Regions from separate parts of the Hordeum vulgare genome. Here region 1 is linked to region 2. Evidence: chromatin contacts called from public Hi-C data. All regions are on one chromosome and are shown on one strand. Each heading gives the region's core, a stretch centred on a gene start, on an enhancer-like site or on the middle of the called end of the contact. The rest is flanking DNA. Distances are from core to core; before and after follow the strand shown. Region 1 holds the start of LOC123426270 (probable GTP diphosphokinase CRSH1, chloroplastic). Region 2 holds the start of LOC123426261 (ubiquitin-40S ribosomal protein S27a).

What was found. A called contact is a pair of places that touch in the nucleus more often than the background predicts.
Region 1: a contact with region 2 is called in a Hi-C map of seedling, with 2.8 times the contacts expected there. The contact joins the promoter of LOC123426270 here to the promoter of LOC123426261 in region 2. A contact is called at or near these places in 1 of 6 Hi-C or Micro-C datasets (seedling) and 1 of 1 datasets of contacts at active chromatin or transcription factors (embryo).

Annotation. Positions count from the first base shown.
Region 1 is chr1H:100,552,248-100,557,825 of MorexV3_pseudomolecules_assembly, forward strand. It overlaps LOC123426270 (probable GTP diphosphokinase CRSH1, chloroplastic), which reads right to left and starts at 2,978. Exons shown (of 4, transcript XM_045110073.1): 1 at 2,538-2,978; 2 at 894-1,826; 3 at 28-306. The coding sequence starts at 2,927.
Region 2 is chr1H:100,323,341-100,328,774 of MorexV3_pseudomolecules_assembly, forward strand. LOC123426261 (ubiquitin-40S ribosomal protein S27a) reads left to right here and starts at 1,420. Exons shown (of 1, transcript XM_045110063.1): 1 at 1,420-2,172. The coding sequence starts at 1,508. The coding sequence ends at 1,975. It overlaps LOC123426251 (protein MAEA homolog), which reads left to right. Exons shown (of 7, transcript XM_045110053.1): 5 at 36-169; 6 at 280-466; 7 at 565-885. The coding sequence ends at 666.

The DNA.
Region 1 (5,578 bases), core at 1,728-4,227, 230 kb after region 2:
TGTCGCGGATGTATAACTTGCACCCACCTGTCTCTGGAACGACTCAAATTCATCAAAGCTCAGGGAACCATCGCTGTTTGCATCAAGGAGATGCATGAGCGCCATCGCATCCTCGCCCTCAGCACCAAGATCTTCCATCACCTCCGTGAGCTCCTCAATGCTGATCCTCCCATCACCATTTTTGTCTATAAGGCAGAAAGCCTGGTTCTTGCATTCACCTCCTCTATGACCACTGGCTGGCAGGTCTCGAAGGCGAAGAGCTGCTAGCTCTGCCGCGGCCAACATAATAGCCTTGAGTCTTTTAGCCTGGAGAATATTCAAGGAATGCTGATTCTTAGTCATGCCCCAAGAATAATCTTTCAGTTCAGTCTCAGAAAAGGTATAAGGATGCTGATTCTTAGTCATGCCCCAAGAATAATCTTTCAGTTCAGTCTCAGAAAAGGTATAAGAATGCTGATTCTTAGTCATGCCCCAAGAATAATCTTTCAGTTCAGTCTCAGAAAAGGTATAAGAATGCTGATTTCAAGATAAAACCATGTGTCGTGATCAAATCAGCAGACAAGTGTATCAGTTAGGAACATAAACTAAACCAGGTCATTACCATCTCAGCTGTGAGCTCTGAACTAACTGTTATAACCCAGTGACAATTTCAGTAAGAAGCCTCATATGCTGGATGAAATTTAGGCGTATCTTGGAGCAAGCAGCATTATACATAACTCATCAAGACTATGTTTGTACATGTTTTGACCCTTGGTTCGATAAAACAACTTATCTACTATGTTTTGAAAGATACTCCGAGTGCCTTGATAAATCCAGAAGATTCAGTGTACTGTAAAGGAAGGAAGAGAGTTTTTTTTAAGGAAGAGAGAATTGGAATTAAGTAGATGACTCACCTCTCCGGGATCAGTAAGACCACCCTTGTAGAGAGAGTGAGACGCTTCTCCACCAATAGCAATTCTGTGCATCTCCTTGGTGCGTATTTGTATCTCCATTAGTGGCCTCGTCTTCCCAGGTTCACTTACATCGATTGCCACATGCAGGCTCTGATAGCCATTTCTTTTTGGCTGTGTCACATAGTCCTTTGTCCTACCTGGCACTTCCTTCAACAGAGCTCGGATGATTTCGTGTGTCCTGTGACAGGCCCTGGGGCCCCAATCAGATGAGCCACCATAACATCGAGGGTCCAAGATTATCCGTAAACCAAGTATGTCATTTACTTCTTCGGGTTTCCGGCCATCTTTTACTAGCTTCTTCATAGTACTGAAACGGCTTTTGTACCGCCCTTCAATTGAGATGTCCTGCACAATCTCGTTTAGCTCATCATCGGATTTCAGTGCCTGAAGCAACTGCGCCTTGTAGGCGTTTATCAGGAGCTTGCACTCGGCTTCTCGGTTCCTCAACCATTGATCAACATGGTCATATGAATGAGGAAACAAGTACCTAAATGAAAGATCTTCTAACTCTAGTGACAGATTACCAGCCCCGACAGCATGAGCAAGTGGAGCATATATCTTCATTACTTCAAGAGATTTTACTCGCTGAAGATGCTTGGGGAGGTACTGAAGGTGTCTCATCGTATCGAGCTTCAGAGCAAGCTCCAAGATTACTGCCCGGATGTCATAGTACGAAAGGAAAAACTTTCTCAATGAGCTCGCACTTTCATCATCCAATACGTCGACCTTCGAAGGAGCAACCTTAAGCCTTAAGCTCTCATGCAGTAAATCAGCTATGCCAGTCCCAATTTGAGCTTCTACATCGCTGATGCTTATAGTCCCTGCATCAAGCGCTTTCCTCAATATGCCGGCTGAAATAACTTCCGCATCCATCTGCCGTTATGCATACAACAAGAATTCAAAACCCCTGTTAAACATGAGAGCTTAAGAGTGGATAAATAAACCCAATGATACTTAACTTCGTTATCATACAAATCAGTGCAGATATCTTATGAATCACTACAACCTTATGGGGAAATGGAGCGATTAGAAATTGTTCAAAGAGCCTAATCGTAAGCATGGATAACTAGTCCAAGAAATGCTCTACCCATCAATACTGCCAGACGATAGAGTCTTCAACTTATGGTACAGATGAGGAATTAAATTCGAAAAAATGAACCAAACAGTAGCAATCAGTGACATGAAACTAAACAATCATATTCAAGCCTGAGTTTAATAGTTTGTGTAACTGTGAAACGAGGAATGCTGGTGCCATGGCAAGAAAACCGATTTTCCTTTCTACGTAAGTTATAATTGCTGTAAACAATATTATCCAGCGACTTCTTTCGATGCATTCAACAACAGAACACCAATGTGTACTGGGAAATACATTTCAGAAAGAGTTCACAGAATGAACTTATGCATTTATTGCAATTCTTGTTCATGCGAACTTGAACTTGATCCAGGAATCCACGGGTAACAGGCCAAAGATTATCAAATTCTACCTGTTCATGCGAACACGAAAACCCACGCCCAGTCTCCAGAATCGAACGATATAGTCCTATTTACGCAAACAGAACAGAGGAGGAGGCTCTGGCTCAGCACCTGAAGGTCGGCTAAGGTCGCGGCCACCGCGAGGGCTCGCGTGAGGGCCTGCCCGCCGTCGCCGTCGCGGAGGGCGGGGAGGGCCAGCTTGAGCGCGCGGAAGAGCAGGCGCGACGAGGAGGTGGTCGCCAGGCCCTCTCCCATCCTAGCCGTGAGCTCGTTGAACACTCCCACAAGCTCCGCCACCAGCCGCCCTCCTCCCTCCGGCGGCGGCGTCGCCGGGGCCGATAGCGAGGAGGAGGAGGTCGACGGGGCGGATGAGGAAGAAAAAGCAACGGAGGCAGGGAGGCGCAGTCGATGCAGGTTGGGGCATGGGCGCAGGCCTAGGTGGTGGCGGTGCTGATGGCGGCCGCCGGGGACGGCCGCGGCGGTGGTGGCTGCGGTCGCCATGGGTGGGGCCCGCTCCGGGGATGGATTGCAGGCGACGTGGCACTGTGGCAGCCGCTGTGCGGATATGTGATTATGGTGATTGTGATGAGGTGGGGACTGGCTCGCGTTTTGCCACGTAGGATCCTTCTTCGCGCGGGAAGAGACGGGGGGTTTTGATCGGAAAATTTAATTTCTATGTCAAGTCCTTTCGTTCTTTCCAACACGCATTTAAATTTGCTAGTTAAAAGAAAAAAGAAAAGTTACATCAAATTTTTGCTTGCTAAAGGAAAAAAACAAGATACAAATTTACAGCCGACTATAGTACGTGTTTCAACATCTGTTATGAGAGAAGAATGTTGATTGCATAATAACATCAATGACGGAGCCAGCTCAAAGTTAGAGCCTGGGCAAGCTATACGTGATGCCAAGTTAATTAGCTTCTGCCCACATAAATTGATCACAAAATCGTTTTTTACTATTAGAGCTCCATGCACATGCACCATGGAAGCCCACGCAGCAGTCCGGGCTCGCCGGGTGTTGTCTCCGCCATTGAATGACACGTCATGCGTGATGATGAGAGGGTCAACGAGGCTACACGACCCCGACCGTGACCGGGCAAGTAGGTCCTGTAGCCACGTTCCCCCTTTGTCGCACCCGTCCTGATGGCTCGGCGCACCGGCCGCTGCTGCACATGATCGGCGGGTCCCGCGACAAGACCCAACCACGGGTGGGCCCCGCATCCGGCCTAAGAGACTGGCAGCCGTCCCCCGCCCCAAATCTTATCGTTACCATTGTACCCCTAGGCTTGCTATAAAAGCCACGCCTCTGCCCGTCCCCCGCCCCAAATCTTACTGTTACCATTGTAACCCTAGGCTTGACTATAAAAGCCACGCCTCTGCCCGCTGAGAGGGGCAGGCTAAAATAGATAGCAATCCCACAATCATAGAGAACACCACCTGAGGTAGCGAGACCGGCAGCCAGCGCTCCATCTCCCTCCTCATGAACAGCTCAAGGAGCAACCTTTTTACTGTGATTCCCATATAGTCACCTAAGCAGGACTAGGGGTTTTACCTCACCGGAGGGCCCTGAACCTGGGTAAACCGACGTCATGCATGTTGCGCCCCACACCTGTTCCCAGACGCCGTCGGCGCCCATCGGCCCCAACCTACGAGTTAAGCCACCCATGGCATCTGTCCCGAAAATACCACGACAGTTGGAGCCCACCGTGGAGCCGGCAGCGACGCCGACCGGAGTAACGTTCCGGGCGGGACCCTTCACCCCTTTTGGCGACCGCGTGGCGCACGACCTAGTCGTGCGCCACGACGCGCTCGACTGCGTCAACGACAACGCCCGCCGCCTAGAGGATGCGGACTTCCCCGTTGATGGTTCCATTATCGCCTTCGGCTCTCACCGCGTCTACGTCGCGGTCGTTACCGGCGGCTACCCCGTCGAAGTGTTGAACTGTGACGAGCTGTTGCCGATGGGCGACAACAACCTCTCCCACAGCATCGTCGACCTGTGCGACCGTGTGGAGGTGTTCACCGTCACCTCGCATGGCGGCACATCCAGGCACCGAACCCTGATCCGCACGACGGTGGACACGCGTCGCACCCCCACCCTTGCGGTGGCCGACCCCTCGGTCGCCACCCAATAACTCGACGGCCACCGCTAGCATCTGCTCCACGAGGCGGAGGCACTGGAGGCTACCCAGCGCGAGTTCAACGCGGCCCACTGTTTCACGCCGGCTGCCACGGGGCCTAGCCAGCGAGGACGCGTGCGACGCCGAGGAGGCCCAGTCGGACAGGTCCTGGCCGACGACCGCCCCGTCTACAGCACCCCCGTACAGAAGATGCGGGCCGCGCAGGCTGCCATCGACGAGCTCGAGGGCCTCGACGGTCCGGCTCGCGAGGCGCGGCAAGAGCGCATCCGCGTCCTCATCGAGGCCACCCATGCACAGCAGGCCCAATCGTCCCGTGAGCCAACCAACTCCCGCTCAAGGACCTGCACCAACTCCGGCCAGCCCGAAGCCGGCCGGCGGGAGACCCATCAGGCATCTTGGCCCCCCAACACCCATCAGCGTCGTGGCAACAGTCGGAGGGACCGCAGCCCGTCCGTCGTCGACAGCCAAGCCCGTGCACCGACTGGCCAGGGCGACCGCTAGTCGGGACGGAGCAACCGACACGAGGAGCGCGAGCAGTCGGCCCGGCCTCACGGGTCGGTAGGTGAATGGATCGGCGCGCGCCAGCTCGGTGATCAGGACGCGCACATGCACCTGGATCGCATCGCCCAGTCGTGCGCGGTCGAGGAGGAAGGCACAGCCGGCCCGCCATGCTTCGGGCCGCACATCCTTAAGGAGGCATTACCCAAGGGCTTCACCCTGGCCCGCGACACCCCCAAGTACAATGGCTCGACCAAGCCTGAGGATTGGTTGACCAACTACACCATTGTCGGCGGCAACAAGCATGTGGCCGTCCGCTACGTGCCCCTCATGCTGCTCGGCTTGGCCCGCACCTCGTTTAACAGCCTGCCGGTCGGCAGCGTGAATGGCTGGCTAGACTTCCATGAGGCGTTTGTGCGCAACTTCACCGACACGTACAAACGCCCTGGTCGTCCCGGCATCTAGCCCTGTGCGTACAGGGCCCGACCGAACCGCTCCGCTACTACCTCACGCG
Region 2 (5,434 bases), core at 170-2,669:
GGGCACCTTGCTAATGCCGTCTGTTTTACTCGCAGGTCTTATTTGAGCAAAATCAGTGGGATTTTCTTGTGGATCAGTTTAAGCAAGAATTCTACAAACTATATGGTATGACGCTTGAGCCGTTGCTGAACATTTACCTGCAAGCAGGCCTGACAGCTCTCAAGACTCCGTATCCTTTACATGATTGATGCTTCTCTTTTCTTTTTCACTGGTGACCATACTCTAAATCTGTAGTAACATAACCACGATATCTTGTTTACCCTCCTTGACCTTGCAAAGATTCTGCTTCGAGGGGAACTGCCCCAAAGAAGACCCCTTGTCGCTGGACGGCTTCCGGAAACTCGCAGAGCCGCTGCCCTTCTCAAAGCAGCACCACTCGAAGCTTGTCTGCCACATAACCAAGGAGCTCATGGACACCGAGAATCCACCGCTCGTCCTGCCCAACGGCTACGTTTATAGCACCAAGGTATGCACCGATCCGACTCAAATCTTAATACCTCAACTATTCACACTGAATCCAGAACTTAGATGGCTGCTTGTGTTGTGCGGTGTTGCAAACCCCAGGCCCTTGATGAGATGGCCAAGAAGAACGGGGGCAAGATCACATGCCCAAGGACAGGAGAAGTCTGCAACTACACCGAGCTCGTCAAGGCTTACATCTCATGATCTTGGCGATGCCGTCGTAGCTCGTCTTGGGTGATGGATGATTGATGAGAATTGCCAGTCTGAATGTACATAGAATGAATGGATGATCCGAACATTGTTGTGCGGTTAATTTAAGTTGTAGTGCAAAGCAAAAGAACCAACCGAAATTGAAACTGCAGATTGCGCTTTTCCATCAGTTGATTTTCCTGATCGAATGAATGAATTTCTGCCGAATTTAAACATTCAAAAAGATGTTAAAGCATAGTCGTGAGAAATCATCTCCTCTGAGAGAAATGAAACCCCTTTTCCTTTAGGAAATACAGTAGAAATGAATTCCCTTGAATGATTTTTTTGGCCTCTAATATGGAGATATAAAATGTAAACAATATTTTAGGACAATAAAATGATTTTTAGGAGGGATGGACTATAAAATGAACTTCTTTTGAGGGATAACAACAATTCTTTTTTCTGAGGTGCAGTACCCCTGCTTACATCATTTTCTTTTTGAGAAAATGCTTACATCAAATAACAAAGAGCCGAATATATCGGCCAATATTACTACGAAAAAATGATCGAGCTAGCCTGTGGGCTTCAACATTTGAATTTCCCTTCCCATTGACAGGTGGAAATCCTGGAGTCAAAGCCCACATGAAATGGCCCACACAAGCGAAGTCAATCCACAGCCCGGCCCAAAAGTACCGTCCACGGAGCCCAGACGCCCGATCCGAAACCCCCCAGCTATAAAGCTAGGCCGTTCCACGCCCCACAAACCCTAGCATCCACTCCGCCCCCAACCCAAACCCTACCCCGCCGCCACCGTCGCCGCCGCAGCGCGCGGAGGCGACCTCGCGCCGCCGCCAAGATGCAGATCTTCGTGAAGACCCTGACGGGCAAGACCATCACGCTGGAGGTGGAGTCCTCGGACACCATCGACAACGTCAAGGCCAAGATCCAGGACAAGGAGGGCATCCCGCCGGACCAGCAGCGCCTCATCTTCGCCGGTAAGCAGCTCGAGGACGGCCGCACCCTCGCCGACTACAACATCCAGAAGGAGTCCACCCTCCACCTGGTGCTCCGCCTCCGCGGAGGCGCCAAGAAGCGCAAGAAGAAGACCTACACCAAGCCCAAGAAGCAAAAGCACAAGCACAAGAAGGTGAAGCTCGCCGTCCTCCAGTTCTACAAGGTCGACGACGCCACCGGCAAGGTCACCAGGCTCAGGAAGGAGTGCCCCAACGCCGACTGCGGCGCCGGCACCTTCATGGCCAACCACTTCGACCGCCACTACTGCGGCAAGTGCGGCCTCACCTACGTCTACAACCAGAAGGCTTAGAGGTGGCTTGCGTTTGCTCTGCTCTTTTACCTACCTACCAATCGAGAACCGAACTCATTTAGATGTGTCCCGTTTGTCTTTTAAGCTGAAACCTTGGAGTATTATGTTTCCTGAATATTTCATCGCCTACTCCTGTAATGCGATGCGTGCTTAAATTTTGGTGTCCGTATGCTATTAGTCTTAATGATTTTAATCCATTCCATGTCTGCTCTTATATTCTATGCTTTGTTGATCTTATCAAGGTGGTGCGATTACGGGACATGTATCTTGTTGACATATGTGTTCTTGAGCTTAACCCTCTATTGCAGGCGTTTCTAGGTTATTAGTCAATAACTATGCAGGGCTTACATGTGGATGAATATTTTGCTATTGCTGTTTTGCCATGTGAGGATTGTTGCGTGTGTGATCTTTGTCACTTTGCAATTAGAATTCAGTTCAGATCTTTGTCACTTTGCAATTAGAATTCAGTTCATTCCAAGCGATTGGCTGGTTGTTTGTTCTAGATATATATGTTAGTTCATACCTAGATGGCTAGACGTGTCTGAAACCGTGAATATATGTAGTCATTTACCTTGGTTTTTGACAGTGGCAGTGCGATGATTGCTAGTGTGGAGCATAGTGCCGCCTTTTGGTTTAGCCATCAGTCTTTGTGTGTGTTCACCATTCACCATTGCCTACCTTTGGTGGTAATATTGGTTCCGTCTATGATGCCATATGCCTATCAGTTTACAGTTGTAGATGTAGGTGAGTTTTGCTATAATCTTGTATGTGATGATGCATCATTCACATGAGCTGTAGTAGATCTGTAGTAATCAGTGAGATGATTCAGTATCTCTGTTGGTTTTAGCCAATTTGATCTTGGAATTGGCCCAACGCTGTTTAGGCAACAGTGTCAGTGCTGCTTATGCCCTGCCAATGGCCCTATATCTGAGGTTCACTTTTCACTGGCGATGTCGTTTGCGGATGACAGAAATTTTCACGCCCTTCGTCTCGTGCAAGCCTAGGAAGCTCGTTTATATACAAGCTTGTAGCATGAATCCGCTTCTAAATTGTTGTCGTTTAGTTTCATAAACTAGCGAGAACCCAGTTGGTGTTTGTTTCATCCCTGTGCGTTCGTCTCCACATCAGACGCTCGTGAACTTGGTTTGCGTGTCAATCCGAACAAGATTGGTTTTCTGGTTTGTTCTGTGCCTAATCGCAGGCAACCGCGTCTGTTTATGTGGCGAGTAGCGTTGGCAGTACACATGTGGAACCATACGTACGTTCATTTAAGGCCTGTCGGTAGCTCCTTTTTTTTTGTTCGGTCGGGCGAACAAAAGGTCCCGGCACCGGCTGAAGTGAAAAGTAGGTAACATTGGTCTAGATTCTTGCCTTTTTTGCTGTTCCCTCACTTTTCCTCCCCATCACAAACACCTAGCCATCGATCCCTAGCGAAAGCCGAGGGTGCCGATGCCAAGGCCCCGGGCTTGATAAGGCCACTCCAGAAGTACGTCGCCCCTTGCTAAGCCATAGATACCTAGCGAAAGTTGAGGGTGCCGATGCTAAGGCTCCCGGTCTTGGCTGACGTCGATTGCCGGGCAACGGTGGCGAGGAACGCGGCGGCGGAGCAGGAGGAGTCGTCTTGCCAAGCCATGGTGAACGAGCGCCTGGTCCTTCCGCCACAAGATGCGTGGGTAGTGAAATTGCGTTATATCGACTAGGGGGGGGGGGGGGTTGAATAGGAGATTTTTCGTTGAGGAAGTTCCTTTTGAGGAAAATTACTCACTGATGACTAACTTGCAGTGGAAACAACAAAGGATCAGAAGTGCAAAGTATCACTACAACAGTTCTTAAGATGAAGAATATGAAAATCAGTTTGCACAGTATGCAGGCACAGAGAAACTTGTGAGGATTAACTCTTGTGAAGAATTTGGGATTGAGGATTTCAAAGAAAGTCTTCAGCAAATTCTTTAAATAGTGACAATGAAAATCTTGAACATACAATATGAGAAATTGAAAGAGTTGAAGAAATAGAACTCGTTTCACAGTGAAGACAATGGTTGGTGACCCAGTTTCAACTACTGTGATAATTGTACATCTGGTTTGGAGCGGCCTGGTATTGAAACTAAAAGACACACAGTCCCTAACGTATTCTCCTTGAGCTAAGAACACGAAATCCTCGTCTAACACTCGTGGTAAGTCTTCAGGGCAGACTTTCAAACCGTCACAAACTTGGTCACTCGGCGATCCACAATTGACTGCTGGATTGTTGTAGACCATGACGCCTAACCGTTTGGAGATGCACAGTCCTCAAAAATAAAAGGGTTTAATCCCACACAGAAACAACTTCTTCAATGATGCTCAATCACTTGGTTTTGGTTTATGGTTTGGTGTTTGGTGTATTTCCTCATTGATGATTTACTCTTGAAGACTCTGAGGAAATTTGGGTTGCTCTTATGACAAATGTCAGTTTCTAACGGAGCAGCCAACCAGCAAATGGTTGTGGGGGAGCGGCTATTTATAGCCTGAAAGCATCCCAACATGATTTGACATTAATGCCTTTAAATAATATGACCGTTGGTGTTGATAAGATCAGTTGAGGGTCCCGACCGTTTCGATAGCCACGCCAAGTCACCGGTCTTGTCCACTCCAACGGTCAAATTATTTAAGGGCATTAATGTCAAATCATGTCGGGATGCTCCGAGGCTATAAATAGCGGCCCCCCACAACCACTAGCTGGTTGGCTGCTCCGTTAGAAACTGACACTTGTCATAAGAGCAACCCAAATTCCTCAGAGCTTTCGAGAGTAAATCATCAGTGAGGAAATACACCACCCACCGAAACCACAAACCAAACCTAGTGATTGAGCATCACTGAAGAAGTTGTTCCTGTGTGGGACTGGAGCCTTTTACCTTTGAGGACTGTGCATCCTCCAGACGGTTAGGCGTCATGGTCTAGAGCAATCCAGCAGTCAATTGTGGATCGCCGGGTGACCGAGTTTGTGAGGGTTTGGAAGTCTGCCCCGAAGACTTACCACGAGTGTTGGACGAGGACTGTGTGTCCTTAGCCCAAGGAGAATACGGTAGGGACTGTGTGTCCCGGGACTGGGTGTCCTTTGGTTTCAATGCCAAGCCACTCCAAACCAGATGTACAACTGTCACAGCAGTTGGAACTGGGTCATCAACAACAGTCTTCACCAAGAATCGGGTTCTAATTCCTCAACTCTTTACATTCTCTGTATTATGTGGTGATGACATTCACTGTGACTGTTTGAAGAATTTGCTAAAGACTTTCTGTGAATTTCCTCAACCCCAAATTCTTCACTTGAGTTAATCATCATCTGTATTCTACGTGCCTGCTTACTGTGCAATCTGTTTTCATAATCTTCACTCTGCAATACTGCTGTTGTGAACGATTGCACGACTGATCCTTAACTGTTTCCGCTGTAAGTTAGTCATCAGTGAGGAATTTCCTCAAAAG